3 separate regions of the Mus musculus genome follow, and all the other regions are linked to region 3. A link is a contact called in public Hi-C and HiChIP or PLAC-seq data. All regions are on one chromosome and are shown on one strand. The core of a region is the stretch at or near the end of the contact, and the rest is flanking DNA. Distances in the headings are between cores, read along the strand shown.

The links. A called contact is a pair of places that touch in the nucleus more often than the background predicts. HiChIP or PLAC-seq counts read pairs in DNA pulled down with a chosen protein or histone mark.
Region 1: an H3K27ac HiChIP or PLAC-seq map of the NIH/3T3 cell line shows a contact between it and region 3, with 5 times the contacts expected there. The contact joins two enhancer-like sites. A contact is called at or near these places in 1 of 484 Hi-C or Micro-C datasets (bone marrow-derived macrophages) and 1 of 115 datasets of contacts at active chromatin or transcription factors (the NIH/3T3 cell line).
Region 2: a contact with region 3 is called in a Hi-C map of bone marrow-derived macrophages, with 13 read pairs. The contact joins two enhancer-like sites. A contact is called at or near these places in 1 of 15 datasets of contacts at CTCF or cohesin (the NIH/3T3 cell line) and 6 of 484 Hi-C or Micro-C datasets (bone marrow-derived macrophages, embryonic fibroblasts, granulocyte-monocyte progenitors and 2 more).

Annotation. Positions count from the first base shown.
Region 1 is chr13:90,795,561-90,798,260 of GRCm38.p6, reverse strand. No RefSeq gene overlaps it. Among named protein-coding and RNA genes, the nearest start is that of Atp6ap1l, 110 kb to the left of the region's middle. Within about 2 kb of position 1,255, at least 54 of the 459 cell types and tissues checked have an H3K27ac peak or open chromatin away from gene starts, as enhancers often do. A contact at or near this core is called in the NIH/3T3 cell line, where this site is marked.
Region 2 is chr13:90,514,783-90,517,482 of GRCm38.p6, reverse strand. All of the region lies in intron 1 of Gm35111 (a long non-coding RNA gene), which reads left to right. Among named protein-coding and RNA genes, the nearest start is that of Gm35111, 33 kb to the left of the region's middle. Within about 2 kb of position 1,387, at least 184 of the 459 cell types and tissues checked have an H3K27ac peak or open chromatin away from gene starts, as enhancers often do. A contact at or near this core is called in the NIH/3T3 cell line and bone marrow-derived macrophages, where this site is marked.
Region 3 is chr13:89,887,908-89,890,607 of GRCm38.p6, reverse strand. The region is part of intron 7 of Xrcc4 (X-ray repair complementing defective repair in Chinese hamster cells 4); the gene reads left to right. Among named protein-coding and RNA genes, the nearest start is that of Vcan, 150 kb to the right of the region's middle. Within about 2 kb of position 1,262, at least 95 of the 459 cell types and tissues checked have an H3K27ac peak or open chromatin away from gene starts, as enhancers often do. A contact at or near this core is called in the NIH/3T3 cell line and bone marrow-derived macrophages, where this site is marked.

The DNA.
Region 1 (2,700 bases), core at 6-2,505, 910 kb before region 3:
TTCTCTTCGGCTCATTTTGGAAAGCTCTTACAGAATTTATCTGCAGCTGACCATGTCTGTCTTTCAGATTTTTCCCCCCCTCTTGGTTACTGGAACCTCTTGTGACCTTGTTCTCTTGAAACATCATGCATTAGATAGACATCACCTCATTTTAGCTTCATCGGAGCTCTCTGTGTTGGATCTCTTTCGAAGGCCAGTCTCTCCAGGGAACTACATTTGTCTGAGTGTGTGGTCATCTTTGGGTTAGGCCTTCTCTCTCCTGAGCTCCCTCTAAGTACCTTCTTGCCTCCCTCAGCCTTCTTGTTGTCTGCCAAGCTATGAACCATTCCTTCTTTTGGGAAGTTCCCGTTGCCCCAGTTCTCAATAAATTGAAGGCCTTTCACCTCTGATCTTCTCCAGCTGGGATCTTTCTGCCGTGCTAGTGGTGTTTTATTGACTGCGCATGCCCGTAGGGCATTTACTCACTATCGCCGCCATTTATCTCTCATGATATTTTGGGCTTTTTTGAGCTGTTTTTTTCCTTGCCTCTTCTTCTGACATGTGTATCACCGTGCTGCTGCATGGGCCGGATGTGAGGATCTAACCTAGGAACCTTCCTTTGGTAAATGGCACTTCTCACTTCAGGGCAGTGTGCACAGGCTGTCCACGCTGTGGAGACTGAAGCAGAAGAGGGCTTGAGAAGCTAGGCTGTCCTGGGGGAAGCTGTGGGGAAAGCTATGTCAGTCAAAGCTCTCCCCTTTGTGTTCTCCCACACAAGGAGACTTAAACTCTGTACTGACAGGAATGACTGACTCACTGGGTCACAGGAATGTCAGGCAGATGATACATCAGCCTGGAATCCCCGGTCACTATTTTCACCATTTAAAATATTCTGTGCCGTCACTGCTTTGTGTGTGTGTGTGTGTGGAAAATTTTCTTTCTGGAACTTTTATGACTAAGTCATCACTTTCTTTGCCTGAAAACTTTGTCTGGGACAGCAGCTGACTATGTTTTTCCTTTTGCTTCCATTACCTTTCTTCCTCCGAATACTGGAGGAAAATTTTAGCTCCATTGTCTGACCTGTGGATTTTGGACTTAGACTGAAGAAGGCTCTTTCCACTGGGGATGGAGAGTGAGGTCAGAGGAGTTGGGGGTTCTGAAGTTAGGAAACAATGTCTGCTTCTATCTTGAGGCCGTGGATTAGGAGAGGTGACATGATCCTAGGATTACATGCCTGGCTAGTGGAATATAGTTCTGCCTGGCATTAGTCATAGTGAGACAAGAGTAAGTTCCCTTTAGGCAGTAAGGGCGGGGTCCATTGAATCATAAGTGGTGAAGCATAATGACCACTCCCTTGCTGGGACAAATGACATGTAGTCACTTCTACAGTGAGGCCGAGGTATATGGACCCATTTCTGATTGACCTGCGATGACCCTAGCTTTGACCCTAGATGAGACCAGTCTTAATAAACATCACCTTAGACCAATCATAAGACCTATAAAAGGCCACCGTGCAGGGCGGTGTATCAGTGTTCCTCCCCTGGAACTCCACTCAGAAGTGGAATTGTCAGGAGCTCTTTTTCACTTTTTCTTAATAAATCAACATTCGTTCTGTTTGGTCTTTGCCCATGTGTCCTTATTCTTCCTAGATGTGAGATAACACATTTGAAAACTATAGGGTGGCTCTGGTCATCATTGCTTGTCCTGCACCACGAGCTCCCCTCCGAATTAAGCTCCCCAAGACCAAGGAAGTTTTCTTTGCTCTGGAGAAAAACCAAAACCAAAACCAAAACCAAAACCAAAACCAAAACCAAAACCAAAACCAAAACCAAAACCAAAACCAAAACCAAAACCAAAACCAAAACCAAAACCAAAACCAAAACCAACACCAACACCAAAACTAAAATAAAAAGCCAGAAGGAAACCATAGCCTTCTCATCCTCCATGGTGTCTCTGCCACACACCAAAGGCCAAGCTCTGATTTTGTTCTCCTATCTTTATATATATATAAATAATTATTTTATCATATATATGATATATATAATTTCAGCTCTATACGTATGAGTCACTTTTCCTGTTTAATCAAAGCATCAAGTTCCTATTTTATTATATATACTTTATATTACTATAGCTTAAAATGATCACATTCCTATTTTCACACTAGAGCTAAGCCATTTGAAGGCATCTAACTTTAAAATTAGATTCCCTGATATGCCTTTAGTGCCCTTTGCACAGGAGTGGGTGGGGAAGCCATAGACTTGAGACTCAGCCAGAGGTAAAATCAAAGTTCACTCTAAAGCAGAATAAACTCACAGTAAATTGTCAAGCGATAATGTCCAAAGAATGAAGTGGTCGGGTATAAAGGAATAGTAACTGGAGCAACATGAGAACATGTATAAACTAAAACAAAATACGAATATGTTTGGGAGATGGAAGTGAAGTTCTGGGACATAGATAAGAACAAATGACATGATTTTGATGGGAGGACATGGATTCTGAGTATAATGGATGCACACAGCAATGTATCTTATTTTTATAGTAGAGTTTTGTTTCTCTCTATAAAATATTTCTGTCAAAATGAGTTTGAACTAGATTAAAAATCATTCCATAGAAATCTACAGAAATACATTGAAAGGAGAAAAGATTGTCCTTGGTTGTATTTCATAACAAACTTACACCAATCTGCTGACTGGAAATGGATATAATTTGAATATATCTGGA
Region 2 (2,700 bases), core at 138-2,637, 630 kb before region 3:
AGCCAGTGAGAACATGGTGTTTGGGTAACATTGTGCCTGCACTGGCAAACTTTAATCTGTTATATTTTGTATCTAAAATATATGGAAACACACAGATGTGGTGAGAATGGGACAGATACAATTAGAACAGGCAGTTTGGGGATGAAAATCAGATACCTCTGATTACACTTGGTCCATGCCATGCTTATCACAAATGACACAATGAAGGCTCCAGAATGGAGGACAACTGCCATACAGGTATATCTTGTCGCCTAGGAGTCTGTTGCTTTGTGTTGTCTCTCTTCAATTCCTTTCCACTCATCTGATTGTGATTCTTAAACCCTCAAGTCTTTATATTTGCTTTGGTTGTATTACTGCCAGACAAGAAGAAATGGACAACACAATTATATCCATATGCCTACTATGACAGAACTCATCTTAAGGAAATGCCGATGCCCAAGATGAATGGTGGTGCTCTCCAGAGGCTGTTATGTCACTTTAGTCCTTGCATGCAGCCTTAGTAGACTAATGATTTGAGAACAGAAAGAAGGCATATTTTGTAGAATATATATATATGCACACACATACATACATACAAAATATTTTACATCTATGGGTGGTTTTAAAGATTATTGCTCTATTTGTTATTATTGTAAAGGCTAACATCTAGACTTTCTTTAAATTATGAGTGCTTAAAAATGGAAGACTCTCACTTCTTAGACAAATGAGTCCAGAACATGTATGTTATGTATGTTATGTATGTGGGTTAGGAAGAACAGGCAGGCACTGGTTAAATTCCCATCAGCCAGGAATTCTGAGCATCCCAACTGAACATATGCACAAAATCCTGAAAAAGCGTTTGAAATTTAGCATTGCAGTAACATGTTTAAAATAACTTCAGAGTTGATCTATAACCAGGGCACTTCTAGGTTTAAGCAAATATAGCAATTAGTTTTTCATTTTTTAAAGGGAGCTCATTTTGTGTAGCTAAATATAAATCAAAAAATTTTAAACACTATCCTCCAAGGCAGTTTAATTTTGAGCAGAATTTGAACGAAGAAGTAAAACCAAATCTCAAAGATGCTTCTGGTGTGGTAACATGGATCCTGGAGTGCAGCCTCAGAGCCATTTGGCTGTAGCCTCACATTCAGAAGGGCCAGCCAAGGAGACACATAGGCAGACTGCTTCAGAGAGATCAGCCTAAACCAGTACCATTTCTGAGACCAAATTCCCCTCAGAAGCACTCTGTAAATCCCCGAGTTCCTGTAGTAAGAAGTCTGTCCCTTTATTTAGTTTCATTGTGTGTTATCATTAAATGGGAGGAAATGACAAAAGCCACAGTCAAGGATAACCATGTGACACTGGCTTAGGCAGGCATAGGGTGTGTCTAGAGTGTGTTTCTGCTCAAAACTGGGTTACAAATGTGACCTAATGCTTGAAGCCTGTAGCTCCCAAAGAGGAGGAAGTTGTGCAGTGTTCTGGTGCTGATGGCAGGTTGCCAACCCAACAGAATTGCACAATCAGCTTCTAGGACATGCTGCATTTTTTTTCTCTCCCCAGAAATCAGTAAGCCACACTAGAGGGCAGGCTAACCTAGACCTTTATTCAACCCCTGCCCCCCACCCAAGAACAAGAATTTGCTCCCTTGTGTCTGATATAAGCATTATAGAAATAGAAGCCTACAGTTGAAAAAAATTGTGGCACTCTACGGAGCAAGCAACAGAGATTGTAGTTTGTGTGATACATCTATTTTACTCTGTGCTTGGAACATGTAAGGACAGCGCCACTTTAAGTAAAGCTTAAGGAAAAGTAAACCAACAAAAGGCAATGAAAATAGTGAATAACATGTCGTTATTAACTTGAATGAATTAATTAATATGTTATCAGAAATTAATACTATCAGACTAAATTAATATTAGAAAAGGGGTATTTCTTGACCAGTAACATCTTCTGTACAGGAATAGAAAATACAGTAGACATTGTCACTGCGGTGCAAGTCAGATACATAATGCTAGTTTGCATCTGATATCCTGCTTTTATTTCATTTTCTTCAGTGTGGTCATCAAGCACTAAAGGACTTGAGAATATAAGCTGTATAAAGTGGACTGTCTTAGGAACAAGGTTAATATTCTTCCTCCTGGACTTGCCCCATACCACCTCAGACTCCTCAGCCCTCCCAAGGAGTTTAGGATGTAGTAGAAAGTCACATAAAATTTCCAATCTGAACACTGAGCATATGTATTGTTAAAACATTGGTTGATAGCCACAACTGGCTTCTTGCTATTCTTTGAAAATATCTATGTAGAAGATTATCCTATTTTCCATATGTTCTGTGCTAGTCCAGCTTCTCCACAGACATGGAGACAACAAGATATACATAGCAGTCGATTTGTCAAAGAGGCTTGTTGCGTGCAATTCTGCAGTCTGAGAGGTTTCAGATCTGTAGTTAAAGACAAATGTAATGCCACATTTCAGTAATCTGTGCATTTGGGAAGCCAAGGCAAGAGGATTACCAAAACTTTGAAAATAGCGTGGGCTTCCAAGGAAGACATTTTCTTATAAATGGACAAAAACAAAATCAAAACAAAAAACAAACAAACCTAGAGTCTGCAGACTGGAGACAGTGACGTGGTTTCACATCTGAGTGTAAAGCCCTAAAACCCATGAGAGCTCAGGATATAATATCATGTCTGAGTCAGAGTCTAAGAGACGCAACTGATG
Region 3 (2,700 bases), core at 13-2,512:
TTCTCATCCATTTTCTTGAGGAGTGTCTAACTAAACAAAACTATTGTAAAATTCCTTGCTGATGGGGCTTATAGTATACTGTAGCATTTTTGTTTACAAAAATCATCTCTGTTCGATATTTATATTATTGTTGTTGCTTATGAACTAGTCTCTTCTTGCTCAGCAGAGTTATAATATCTGTGTTATCTTTGTGTTGCCTTCCTAGTAGTCCAGGAAGCCTGCTTTAATGCTTTACCACTGTCATCATACAGCCAAGCAGAAGTAGACACAGGGGGCCAGGGAGCACAGGGCATTATCAGCTCTGCTGTTCTGACCAAGCTTTCTGCTGCATATTCTTTGCCTTATACTCTCCAATTTTATGTGAAGCTTCACTATTACAATGTCTACACTGAGACCTTCCATGACATTAACTTTTTAAAAGAGAAAATGTTTGTATTAATCACTTAAGGAATTTCAGAACTGTATTTTCTGAATGAACACACAAAGAGGGCTGGTGCGCAGGAACGTGTCTAAAGGAGTGCTCACCTTTAAGGGCAGCCTCCACTTCGTGTCAGGGAATCAAGGAAACCTTTTACAGAAGCTCCGAAGGGGAGTGCTTTATGGAATAAGTTCTTGATCATTCAGAAGAAGGAGAAGGAAAAAAATACAAACTATCAACTTTATCCTTCATGGGTACAGTGCATTCTCTCCTCTTAGTTCCAAGTTCCCAGTGAGTAGAAACCAAAGGCCTGAATCAAGTCCTATTATGATACTTAACTACTAGGACTAATTTATATCCATGCATAACTGTTCATAAGCTTCAACAAGGAGGAAAGTTTGTAACTATTCAAAACTAGAACTTTTCATCATATTAATATTTATTCATGATTAAGTACTTGTATGATCATCTCACTTCAAAAATGACAAGAAAAAGACTTTAGTTCTTGAGATCAAAACTATTATTAATTTCCCATATTGGGCAATCTAGTCACATTTCAACAGAGGGCTAAACTTAATAAAAACATCAAGTGGTTGGCAAATCTGTTACATCCATGTAATCTCTTTAAAGTGACTTTAAAATGTCAAAGTGTTATCAGCTTTAAGTTAGTATGAATAATTTCTTAATCAAAAGGGAATATTGTTACAAAGAAAGGTATAATACCATATTCACCCCTAGTAGCTTGGTATTTTGCAGGATTTATGATTTGTCAAATTGAGTCGGCAGTACATGGCACTGATGGACAGTGGGTGACGTGAGCAAAGCCACAGTGCTCTCCCACCCTGACTCCACTGAGGCTGATTAGGCAACAGCAGCCTACCCTGATGAAACTGCAGCTAGGCGAGCCTGTGCATTAGAGATACTGGAAATTCTGAGTCATCCTTTTGTGGTTTCTTTTCTTCCATGAACCTCACGCTAAACCAGAACACAGAACAGAATAAAAAGGGAAATGAGGAAACAGATAAGGGAAATGTCCTAACTCTGAGATACATCAGTGTTCAGCGCTTTGATCACCCCTTTGCTAGGGGATATGGCACTTAGCTTTCAGTGTCTTTGCTGTAAAAGGGGGCCGTTTAACTTCATTCCCTCTCTCCTATAATGCACTGCAGGATTATTCTGACCAGATGATGCAAAGAAATTTAGTTTTTTCCTATATTTAGTCTGATATACTCGGTAATGGAAGAATACTAAAGTGTTCCATGAATTCTAATGGGATTTTTAATTTCATTATTTCAAGCCAGCAACTTTAATCCTTTGTTCTAGTATTTACACAATGGCTATTCACTGCTCCTGCTACTTACTCAGGGCTTCAAGTAGGAATAATTGCAGAACATGGATCATTAATGACCATCTTGTAAGCAGCTTTGACAGCACTGACATTATACTTTCTAATCATCATTCAATATAATTTAGCTAAAGAATTATGAAGATTTTTAAAACACTTTTAAAACAAAGTAGGATTCATGTTTTAAGAAAACTATTAAAAGAGTATATTTTATCATTTTTAAGGAAGTCATAAGCTGATTGTCATAGACTGGGGATATGGTACCAACCTCTCTATAAGAAAGTTTGCTCAGATGTTTCAGTGCTGGTTTTAGAAATGTTAGACATAAACATCTCAGGAAAGATTCAAAATGTTGAAATAGAAAAAGAAATATATATAAGGAACAGAAATCAAATTACTTATAGCTGAAATAAAGAGTATAATAATAAAGAGTATAATAGTAAGGCAAGAGAGGACTAAAAATATACTATGAAATCTGAGAGACATTTATATGTACATGTGCATGGTACATGCATATGCTGTAGAAGATGGGCCTGATAGAGCCATAGAAGTTCTAGAAATTCTATATATTATAATCAAATAGCTTAAAAGTAACACGAAATGATAAAATTCATGCTTCACTTTTGTGAAGAAAGGCTTTCAAAAATAAATAATATATTCTATGTCTTACTAGTATACTACACATTTCCCATTCTATGACTTTGCTGATAATTCAGAGGATCTTAGTGATGCCCCCTCTTCTTCAATCACAGCCCAGTTCAACTTTTCACTATTTTGCTTATGAGAAAACTACCTGCAAAACTTCATGTGAAAAACAACATTCTAGCAATTCAAACATTTGACTCTAGTAAAAAAAAAAAAAAAACTTATGTGTTTTCCTCTAACAGAGTATTTGGTCAGTCTGAACATTCTATTTCTTTTAACATATAGATATAAA